Regions from separate parts of the Danio rerio genome. Here all the other regions are linked to region 1. The links are chromatin contacts, called in public HiCAR-type maps. All regions are on one chromosome and are shown on one strand. The core of a region is the stretch at or near the end of the contact, and the rest is flanking DNA. Distances in the headings are between cores, read along the strand shown. Region 1 holds the start of ephb2b (eph receptor B2b). Region 2 holds the start of lrrc38b (leucine rich repeat containing 38b). Region 3 overlaps ephb2b (eph receptor B2b).

The links. HiCAR-type assays count read pairs that join an accessible place to other places.
Region 2: a HiCAR-type map of caudal fin shows a contact between it and region 1, with 6 times the contacts expected there. The contact joins the promoter of lrrc38b here to the promoter of ephb2b in region 1. A contact is called at or near these places in 1 of 18 Hi-C or Micro-C datasets (caudal fin) and 2 of 4 datasets of contacts at active chromatin or transcription factors (caudal fin and embryo).
Region 3: a contact with region 1 is called in a HiCAR-type map of caudal fin, with 10 times the contacts expected there. The contact joins the enhancer-like site here to the promoter of ephb2b in region 1. A contact is called at or near these places in 8 of 18 Hi-C or Micro-C datasets (caudal fin, embryo, hematopoietic stem cells and 2 more) and 2 of 4 datasets of contacts at active chromatin or transcription factors (caudal fin and embryo).

What each region holds. Positions count from the first base shown.
Region 1 is chr11:30,317,742-30,321,047 of GRCz12tu, forward strand. ephb2b (eph receptor B2b) reads left to right here and starts at 1,635. Exons shown (of 17, transcript NM_001327743.1): 1 at 1,635-1,803. The coding sequence starts at 1,749.
Region 2 is chr11:30,542,963-30,546,268 of GRCz12tu, forward strand. lrrc38b (leucine rich repeat containing 38b) reads left to right here and starts at 1,677. Exons shown (of 7, transcript XM_073916822.1): 1 at 1,677-1,940.
Region 3 is chr11:30,524,277-30,527,582 of GRCz12tu, forward strand. ephb2b (eph receptor B2b) reads left to right here. Exons shown (of 17, transcript NM_001327743.1): 16 at 1-590; 17 at 623-1,953. Among named protein-coding and RNA genes, the nearest start is that of lrrc38b, 19 kb to the right of the region's middle. Within about 2 kb of position 1,630, at least 4 of the 62 cell types and tissues checked have an H3K27ac peak or open chromatin away from gene starts, as enhancers often do.

The DNA of each region.
Region 1 (3,306 bases), core at 385-2,884:
ATAAAAATATTCATTTTCAAAATGGGGTGTACTCAATTATGCTGAGCAGTGTTTGCGTTATATTGACCTTTGTTTTTCTCTGTGTCTGTAACTTTATTTAACAGACTCCACACACCACTTGAGCCGGACATTCTGTATAAAGATGTATTATAGCACATAGCTATGTGTAGTACAACCAGCTGGGATCAGGTAACTCTATAGGTCCAGACTTTTGAAAGATTTTCAAGCAAGAGCCAACCGAGCTGTAGAGAGGGATAAAAATACAGCAGGTCTGTCTTTCTTCACAAAGTCTGCTATTTTGTTTCAAATAGTTAAATTGAAAATAGTTACAATTTTAAGCTAGGTATAGCGAGTATTAAAGTCAGAACAGGTGCCATGATCCTGCTATATTCGCATTACAAGTAATAATCTCCATTTCTTGCCAATAAACTATTTTCCTTGGAATAAGCAATTGGAAAGTAATATTATTCATTCAAGGTTTCAAGGTTCGTTATTTTTGCACTCTGGAGCTGAAAAGAAAGGATTTGAATTATAGTGACAATTTAAATTCGTGCAAAAATATTAAACAAAGATGAAAGGCTGCTATCATACTAAATATTTGTATGTTTTTATGCTCATCTGTGGGTCAGATTTTTTTTTTTTTATTAATTTGTTGTGAACTAGCGTACTATTTGTAATACAAATATAAGTAAGGCTAATAGCTGTAGGGGACAGAATAGCTTTGCTTATACAATAGAATAGCTTTGCTTATATTTGCTTTACACGAGCTGTTACAGGCACATGCACAAATTCATTCAAAATATTGTTAGTCCTTGGACGCATTGTTAAAATTGCAAATGAGGCCTAGTGAGTGTCACAGCTGCCACAGACATTGAATCTCATTCTGCTCTCATTGATTTAACTTCAGTGTGTACAAATAAAACATCTGTGTCTCTAAACTAAGTTACATACAATGAGAGACAAAAGCATAGCATTATTATTCTTCATTTAAAAATACTTTTATTTACTTATAGGATATGTTTCATATATTATTTAAAGCAATGCAATAAATACGTTAGAAATCATTATACAATATGAAAATACTCACTTTTATGCGCTTGTTGACGTTAGTTTTGTTTTCTCGCTCACGGCAATTTTAAAAACCTTCTTACCTTTACTTTTTTTGAAGAAGGTGGGAGACCGAAAAAAACGAGCCGACATACAATTCCATGATTACAAGAACTACTATAACAAACATATTTTCCATAACTGTACACATTTCATCTACGAGTCTTAATTCACACCTCCATGCTTTTCCAATAGTACCAATTTTTCACTCGAGCATCCGCAGATAAGGCTGAATAGTTACGCTCTAGCTTTGATTGACAGGTGGGACAGAAGAAATGTGCGCTTTCGGGTTGGTTGTCCGAACCTTTTTATTGTATATACGACGGAAATCTGCTCGGGTCAATTTTAATCAACGAAATTATCTTTACTGTGTTTATTCTTGTTGGTAATAGGACGTTTCTCATGCACATTCTTCCTCTGGTGGATCTCACGCGGTGCTCCCAACCACCACCCTCCCCTCGTCTGACTCATTTGGTCTCGTCCATACTCGCTCAGGATTTTAGTTGTGTGTTTATGGCATCGTATTCATTCAACGGAAGGTGAAAGTCTGCCGGTCTGCGCCAGCGTCTGATATCAATGGCTTTCAGGGCTCATTTTATTTGAATGTCTGGACTTCATATAATTTCATCCTTAAGAAACCAATGATGGATATCCTATGGATTTTATGGACACTACCATCAGTCCTGGCTATTGAAGGTAAGATGTTTCTTCCCCGTGTTTTGCGAGTCCAGCATCTTGCCGACAGCCTGAGAGTTTACCGTCACGGCACGTTAGTTTTGAACGGCATCCAAGAAATAAGATACGAAACCATTTTTTTGCTTATTAACGAATGTGGCTTGATACTGGGGCAAATGTGACATTTTTCTACGTTGACAGGGACGTGTTCTTTTGATAGGGCTTGCTCTGTCAGGCACAATATATAGTAAATTCATCACAGGTGGCGTAGGAAACGCATTTTAGTGACCAGCATTAGTTTATTCATAACATGTGCTGTATAAAAAATACATTTGTCGACTTTTATTGTGAAATAGAAGCATTAAAACTGTTATTTTGTCCCCACGCGCGTATACGTGTGCGAGCGCGAGCCGTGCACGAGATTCGCGCCCCTTTATTCGTACAATCATTTCAGAGGTGGACTAATAAACTCCAAGGACCTTCATATGTATATTAACATTATTTATTTTACTCCATCAATATTATTTACCCCGTAACAGATTCGCGTGTTGTTTTCAGCTTGTGTGTAGCCGGTTTCCCAGTAGAAATGGTGATGCTGGACTCAGCATGTTGGACAATGAAACAGGTTCCCAGTGAGCACACAATTGCAAAACAACCAAATACAGTCCTTTATTCTCATTTACTGACCACGCTTTCAGTCCCCGGCAGTTTGAAATATCTGTGTCCAGTGAATTATGCTCAATGAATTTTAAGTAGGCATTGCTGGTATTACAGGATCCTCTTGTGGCTTTAGTTCTCAAGTTTAATGATACTTGAGTTTATTGTCATGTAATGGATGACTATAGGCATACTCAATTATGTACTTTTAGGCTGGATTTTTTAAAGGATGAAATTATATTTATTTATTTATTTATTTGATAAACGGTTTTATAATATTTAATATGGTCAAAACGCAATGTAACTGACAGCTGTAATGTAGTTAAAAACAATTAAATAATAATAATAAAAGCAACAAGTTTGTGTACTGAGGAACTACTGTATTTGAATTAAATTAGGGGCTTATTCGACAGTACTGCATGACAGTTTTTGTTGCTAATAAATATTTTGTGAAAGAACAAAACAACTTAACTTCTTCAGAAAGTAATTTTAAAAACTTATAATAACATGACTGGCTTTTCAATTTCAGATAGTTCTAGACTATTAATTTGACTAATCATGTAACTTTAATAAAGGGCAAATGTTTATTTAATTATTTCGTCAGACTTGCCTAAAATGTTAAAGAATTCTCAGTGCCAAATTTAATTTAAATTAAAATGTGCACAGACATTTAATAATAATTAACATGTACAGTAATTATAATTCAAAAATTAGAGGACGCCTGAGCGTTTAATAAAGGAACTGAAGTAATTAAAATTATTTTTTTCTGATTGCTTTTAGAGGCCCTGTGGTTCTCAAAGGTTGTTTGACCCTTTTCTTTTTGTTATTTAAATGTTGCCTTTAGTTCTGTCTTTGCAGTACAGAAAA
Region 2 (3,306 bases), core at 427-2,926, 230 kb after region 1:
ATTCTAACTGAGAAAAGTTTAGTGTTTGTTATTTGCTTTTAATTTGAGATGTTAACATATTCCTATTTTTTTGGTGATATATGATGTAATAAGTTTGTATTTTAAAAGTATTAATTCATATTTCTTTATTCTAAATTATTAGGAAGTATTTGGTATATTAAAAAGTGTGGTTATGATGACCACCAACAAGCGAATACAGCTAAAACAAGTGCTTTAAATGTGGTATTTAAGGCGAATAACTGCAAAAAGGCCCACTTTTTGAGAAAAAAAGACCCAGCCCTTTCACCAGGCTGGCTATGGGCCTTAAAACATTTTTTAAATGAGGAAAATAAATACTCATGAATTATGGATGTGACCAAAAAAGTATGTGAGTTTGCAGCATACAACATACTTTGTAGAAATTCTGTGAATTAAACTGCACAACCCACAAAAATAATGCTAATCGCAAGTTCGAAATGCTAATCGAGTTGGCTCACTGCAGAACAAACATGATTGATTTGACATGTTTGCATTTATGAGGGAAAATCTTCGTTATGGATGTGACATCTCTCTGTTCTAGATGTGACAAATGTGCAATTGGCACTTGTGTGACTTTGGTAAATCAAATATAATTGTTTGAAAACAACGGCAGATACATTTGTTACATATTTTTTTCTAGTAGGCTACTGAAAAATACAAACCCATGCAAAAAAAAACTAGAAAGGGTTTCACTATTTTGGTGAAAACTTTATTTTTTTCATGGAATTGTTAGCATTGGCGTGGAATTGCTCATATAAATAATAATAATAATAAAATAATAATAATAATAATAATGAGCAATTCCAGCGTTATGGATGTGATATTTGCAGTGAAAACTCAAAACATAAATTCGCATAAAAGCATGGCGACTTACATTGAAAATTTTGTTTATATTTTCCAGAAAAACTCACCACAGTTAAGAGACCAGAAAAATATTTTTCTGTAAACATGCTTTGTAATGTGGAAAATAAGCATGCGTTATGTGACAGAAAAGTCAACGAGATTACAGTATACATACTTTGTAGAAATTCTGTGAATTAAACTGCACAACCCAAACAATGCTAAAGGATACAAGTTGGCTCTCTATTAAGCTAAAATGATTGGTTTTATTTTATTTAATATTTTCACATTTCTAAATTTTAAAAAAGTGACGTTATGGATGTGACATCTGCGTTATGGATGTGACAGATGTAAAATTGCCACTTGTGTGACTTGGTAAATCAAATATAGTTTGAAAACATTGCCAAATGCATTTTGAGTATTTCTATTGTAAAATACCTGCTTACACAAAAAAAAAAAAAAAAAAAAACAGAAACTGTTTCCGTATTTTTGTGAAAAAAAAAATTCATAGCAAGGATGACATTTGCACGGAATTGCTCTAATAATAAAACGATGAATACATTTAAGGCTATGTGACAACCCTTAACCCGCATCTAATTTAATTGCACTATGGCGGTATGAAAATAATTTTTTAATAAGTTACAGGACACAGAAACACTCAGCACACTTCAGAGAACACATTTGTCCACGCTCGACATGCTTGTATATGTGACCTGCTGCGACTGACCTATTTAACTCCGTGAACTGCAGAATGACTGAACGATATTCTCCTCTAGAGGCGAACGCGTCACGTCTGACCTGCTGGGTTTGACCTACTTAACACTGTGAACTCTGGGGCGTCGGGAACTTCAACATGCGCACACTCGCCGAACAAAAAATCCAAACAAAGCGACTGACTCGTGCGGTCTTTGACGCGTTTCTGATGTTCTCACAGCACAAGTGCCCTGCAGCTTCATTACAGACTTCTCTAACACCAAACTGTTTTCGTTATGCCATCTGTCTCTCTGAAAAAGAAAAAGAAACCGAGAGCAAAAACGTGACATGACAAAAGGACTCTGTCGCCATCTTGTGATGATTTGTGAGTAAGTTACATCTGGGCTGATTAAAAGAGCGCGACGGGTTTATTTGCGTTCTGTTTGTGAATATTTGTTTGTTACGTATATATTTTTAATATGTGATTTCTAATCTAAGCTTGACGCGTCGTGCTAACCATCAACACTCAAAACATTTTATTGGCCTACTTGAATAAAATGAATTGGAAACCGTATATTGAGCAGCAGCGCCATCTGTTGGTCAAAATAAACCACACACTATCAGATAGCATGTAGGCTCTTTTGCTAAGCCTTCAACATTCATTCATTTTCTTTTTGGCTTAGTCCCTTTATTAATCAGGGGTCACCACCGCGGAATGAACCACCAAATTATCCAGCATTTGTTTTATGCAGTGGATGCCCTTCCAGCTGCAATCCATCACTGGGAAACATCTATACACACTCATCCACATACACACAGTACGGCCAATTTAGCTTACCCAATTCACCTGAACCATATGTCTTTGGACTTGTGTGGGAAACCGGAGCACCCAGAAGAAACCCACACAAACACGGGGTGAAACAGAAATGCCAACTGAACCAGCCAAGGCTCAAACCAGCGGCCTTTTTGCTGTGAGGCAATCGTGTTACCCACTGCACCACCGTGACGCCTGGGGCACAACATTATTTATATTATTTTATTTGGCTGGACAGGTAAAATATAGACTGTTTTGAAATCTCTCTGTTATAATGCTTGACAGATTTAAAGAGAGAGAAACAAAGATGGACAAATTGATTCTTTTATTTTTCTGTTTAGTTCAGTAAAGCAGCTATAAAAGTGACTGAAGTATATTTTAAAATGAAAACCCAAAGTTTTTATAGCATGCATATGCATAGTAAGCATCATGCTTAAAAATAAATATCAAATAATGTGCATGTAAGTATTTTCATGTATCATTCATTCTTTTTCTTTTCAGCTTAGTCCCTTTATTAATCAGGGGTTGCCACAGCAGAATGAACTGCCAACTTATCCAGCATATGTTTTACACAGCGAATGCCCTTCCAGCCGCAACCCAACACTGGGAAACACCCATACACTCTTACATTTACACACGCACACCAGCCGCAAACCCACATGAACACAGGGAAAACATGCAAACAACGCCACACAGAAATGCCAACTGACCCATCTGGGACTTAAACCAGCGACTTTCTTGCTGTGAGGTGACAGTGCTAACCACTAAGCCACATTGTCGCCAACATATAAAACAATTATTTTAAAAAAATTTCACAAAGTTTGTTACTGTATTTTGAACGAATAAATGCAGCCATCGTGAAACTTGGAAAAATATTTTCTTAAAAATAAAATAAGGATTAATAAGGAATACACTACTAATCCCAGACTTCTGACTGGTAG
Region 3 (3,306 bases), core at 380-2,879, 210 kb after region 1:
CTCTGTTAAGGCTTATGTGTACTTTTGCAGCCACATCTGATCTCTGGTTAAGCATATTTACAGTACAAAACTTGTCTGTGAATTATGAGGGGAAACAAACAAAATAAATAAATAATAATCATTCATTAATCATAATCAAGTCAAAATATTTAGATTTTAGGCCAAATCACCCAGCCCTAGTCCCATTTTAAAAGCCTCTCATAAGTAAATAAACTATTTTTTAACATTCATAACAATCTATACACGCTGTCTAATAACATTTAATTAGCATATTATCTGTTTGCAGTTAATGCAATACATTACAACTTGGTCACATTGAGCTGCTGGTTAGGACGAGAGGTGATTCAGGGAGGTGAGAGACAGATTTAGAGTGAAGGATGTTCTCACATAAAAACGCATACCAGTGGTGGTGCCAGCAGCCATCTTTACCTGTCTGTCCAGCACACATCCTCTCAATATTTAATGGCGTCTCAGTGTCACTGCTGCACTGTGAGACTAAGGTCTTGAATCCCTCGTCTTCCTCAGAATAACACCGCTTTCTCCTTCACCCTCCTAGGACAATCTTTGTCACCGAAAACTGCAGGATCCACACACACACACACACACACACACACACACGCATACACACACACACACACACACACACACACACAAATAAATTCATGGCAGTAGCAATATTTAGAGGTACGACCCACAAGTTATGGCATGCTTTAAATCTGCCTAAAAGTTCAGGATTAACAGAGCTTTGAATGAAATCCAGTGCTGAAGGGATATCCTGTATCCCTGATCCCCGACTTCTTTTCCTTCCAGTGAAATGTGTTATATCAGAAAAATAAAAAGAGGTTTTTCTCTCGCTGTTTGGCACCGACTTTCTGGTACTTTGCATCGAGAGATCCGAAGGAACATTAGCAGCCAATGAGCCTTTCTGTTTTAAGATATTGATACGTTGAAAGATTCTGACACGCTTGACATTTGCTACACATTAAAGCTGTATTTATATTGGACTATTTCATCTGATTCATCTAATGTAATTCACTTTTTTTCCCACCGTTCAAGTTTGTTTCTCAGTAGGGGACTAATTACTTCATACGCCTCTGTCTCTCATTTGTCGTTTAACAGAACACTTCGTAGACCACAGACAAATGAGACGTGGCCTTGAGAGTGTGAAAGAATGTCACGCTGAGTGATTTAAGCACTTCTGTTATTTTTTTCACATGGATTACCACCTTAAATGCAAGCTTTCTACCACAACACAGTGCTGGGAAAGATGGCACATAGGAATTTCTATTTCTTGTGAAAATGACCAATAAGCTGCCGTTATGTGGACATGCGAACTGCAAATGTTCTTTCTGGCGAGCAAAAACGTGACCGTGCACCATTTAAAGCTTTTTGTTGAAAGCTGGGTGACAGCAAGCTGTGAACAGCATATGCTCGCAGCTACCGCCGAAGCATAATACCAATGCAAAACCGTTATTATGATGATTATGTGTGACTGTGAACGTAAATACAAGCTGGCTCTGGCTCCCTCTCATTGGTCCATATTTCTGCCTGCATCCTCCAAATATGGTGGGAAGTTGTTGGGAGAGAAAATGGCTCCCCGAGCAGAGCTGTAGTGGCTGTAGGGCCGCAGCTCCCTCTGCTGTTAGGAAGGCAGTAGTGTGTTCTTCCGCATGTCTCTCAGCCCTGCTTTTCATTACAGGGCAGCAGACCTCTCTCTCTCTCTCTCTCTCTCTCTCTCTCTCTCTCTTGCCCAAATAGAGCACTGCCCACCTGGACCACTGTGATGGAGATGGGAGGTCCTGTTTCGCTGTATAAAATGTACATTTGACTGTAACCCTGTGAATGATGTAACAATTTCATTATTTGTAATATTGTTATTGGTTTATTTTCTAAAAATGAGAAAAAAAAGCCCAACTTGACTCTCCTCATTAAAAAATGAAATGAGATCTGTTATACAATGTCCTGTTTTGTGTGTGTGTGTGTGTGTGTGTGTGTGTGTGTGTGTGTGTGTGTGTGTGTGTGTGTGTGTGTGTGTGTGTGTGTGTGCGCGCACACAATTAGGATCACATTTTAGCTTTCCGTCTATTGATTTTAAAACATTTACATGAAACTAGTAAGCTAAAAACTGCAAGTAAGCTAAAATAAAATTAACTGAGCTAGTTTTTTATAGCAAGCTTTCTTCTGTAGGTTTGATATTTTAATTTTGTTTGTTGACAAAATGGATAATTGACAGCGTTCGATGCATTATTTTAATTGCCACTTGCACATTTCTCTCGTCCCATTAACCCCAAAAACAACTACCTCAACCCCCAAAAACAACTGAATAAAAAGTAACAATGTACAATGAATCTAACGTAAAAAAAAAAAAAAAAAATAGTAATAGTTTATTTATTTATTTGTTGTTTGTTTAACAGGGACAACACATTTGAGATTGTTATACAAAGACAACCAATGCCACGTACAGGGCTTATAGCATAAGGATAATTTGCATCCCTCGTCCCTGGTTAGGCTTTGAATAAAAAACTTAAATTAAATTAAAAACAAGTCAACAAATAAAAACAGTACAACAAGCACATAACAGTAAAAACAGGGCCACAAATAGAAAATGTAATTCAATCTGCATACTAAAGAGAAATGTAACCTGACCAAGCTGTTTGAATAATATGTAATGTTCACATTGCTGTAAAGATTTCAACCATTCTTTCAGCTTTACAGAAAAAAAACAGAATTTTGTTTGTAACTTTAAAACAACAGGCATGGCAATCCATAGATGTGAACCTTTCACTGAAACGGATGACTGACCCACAGTGGTTCTGCATCTGTGGATTCTACAGTTCCCATTTATTGCCCCTCTAGTCTTTTTCCCATCACTGCTGAACTTATGTATGAACTCACAGACTATCCTAGGGACAAGACTACGTATACACTTAAACACATTTTTTAAAACTTTAAAAAATATTTAAAAAGCATCAGAATTTTACAAGTTATATATATTTTTAAAGAATTTTACATTGATTTTGCCACTTTATTGGTTTCTGATCCATTATTTTTGAAGTTTGTTTGTAATGTCACAGGTGAAGCTTTGAATTACAAAATGTCAGCCAACAGCATTTGTAAACATTGATTTACACTAACAAAACAATTAAGAAATAATTAATAATAAATATGAATTAAAATAATATACGACTAAATGTAATATTTGTAATATTGTAATATAACATTCAAATTAAAATGCCAATAAATAATTTATGTTTAATACAATCTATTCCGAGGTACCAGCGATATTTAGTGACCAAAATATCCATT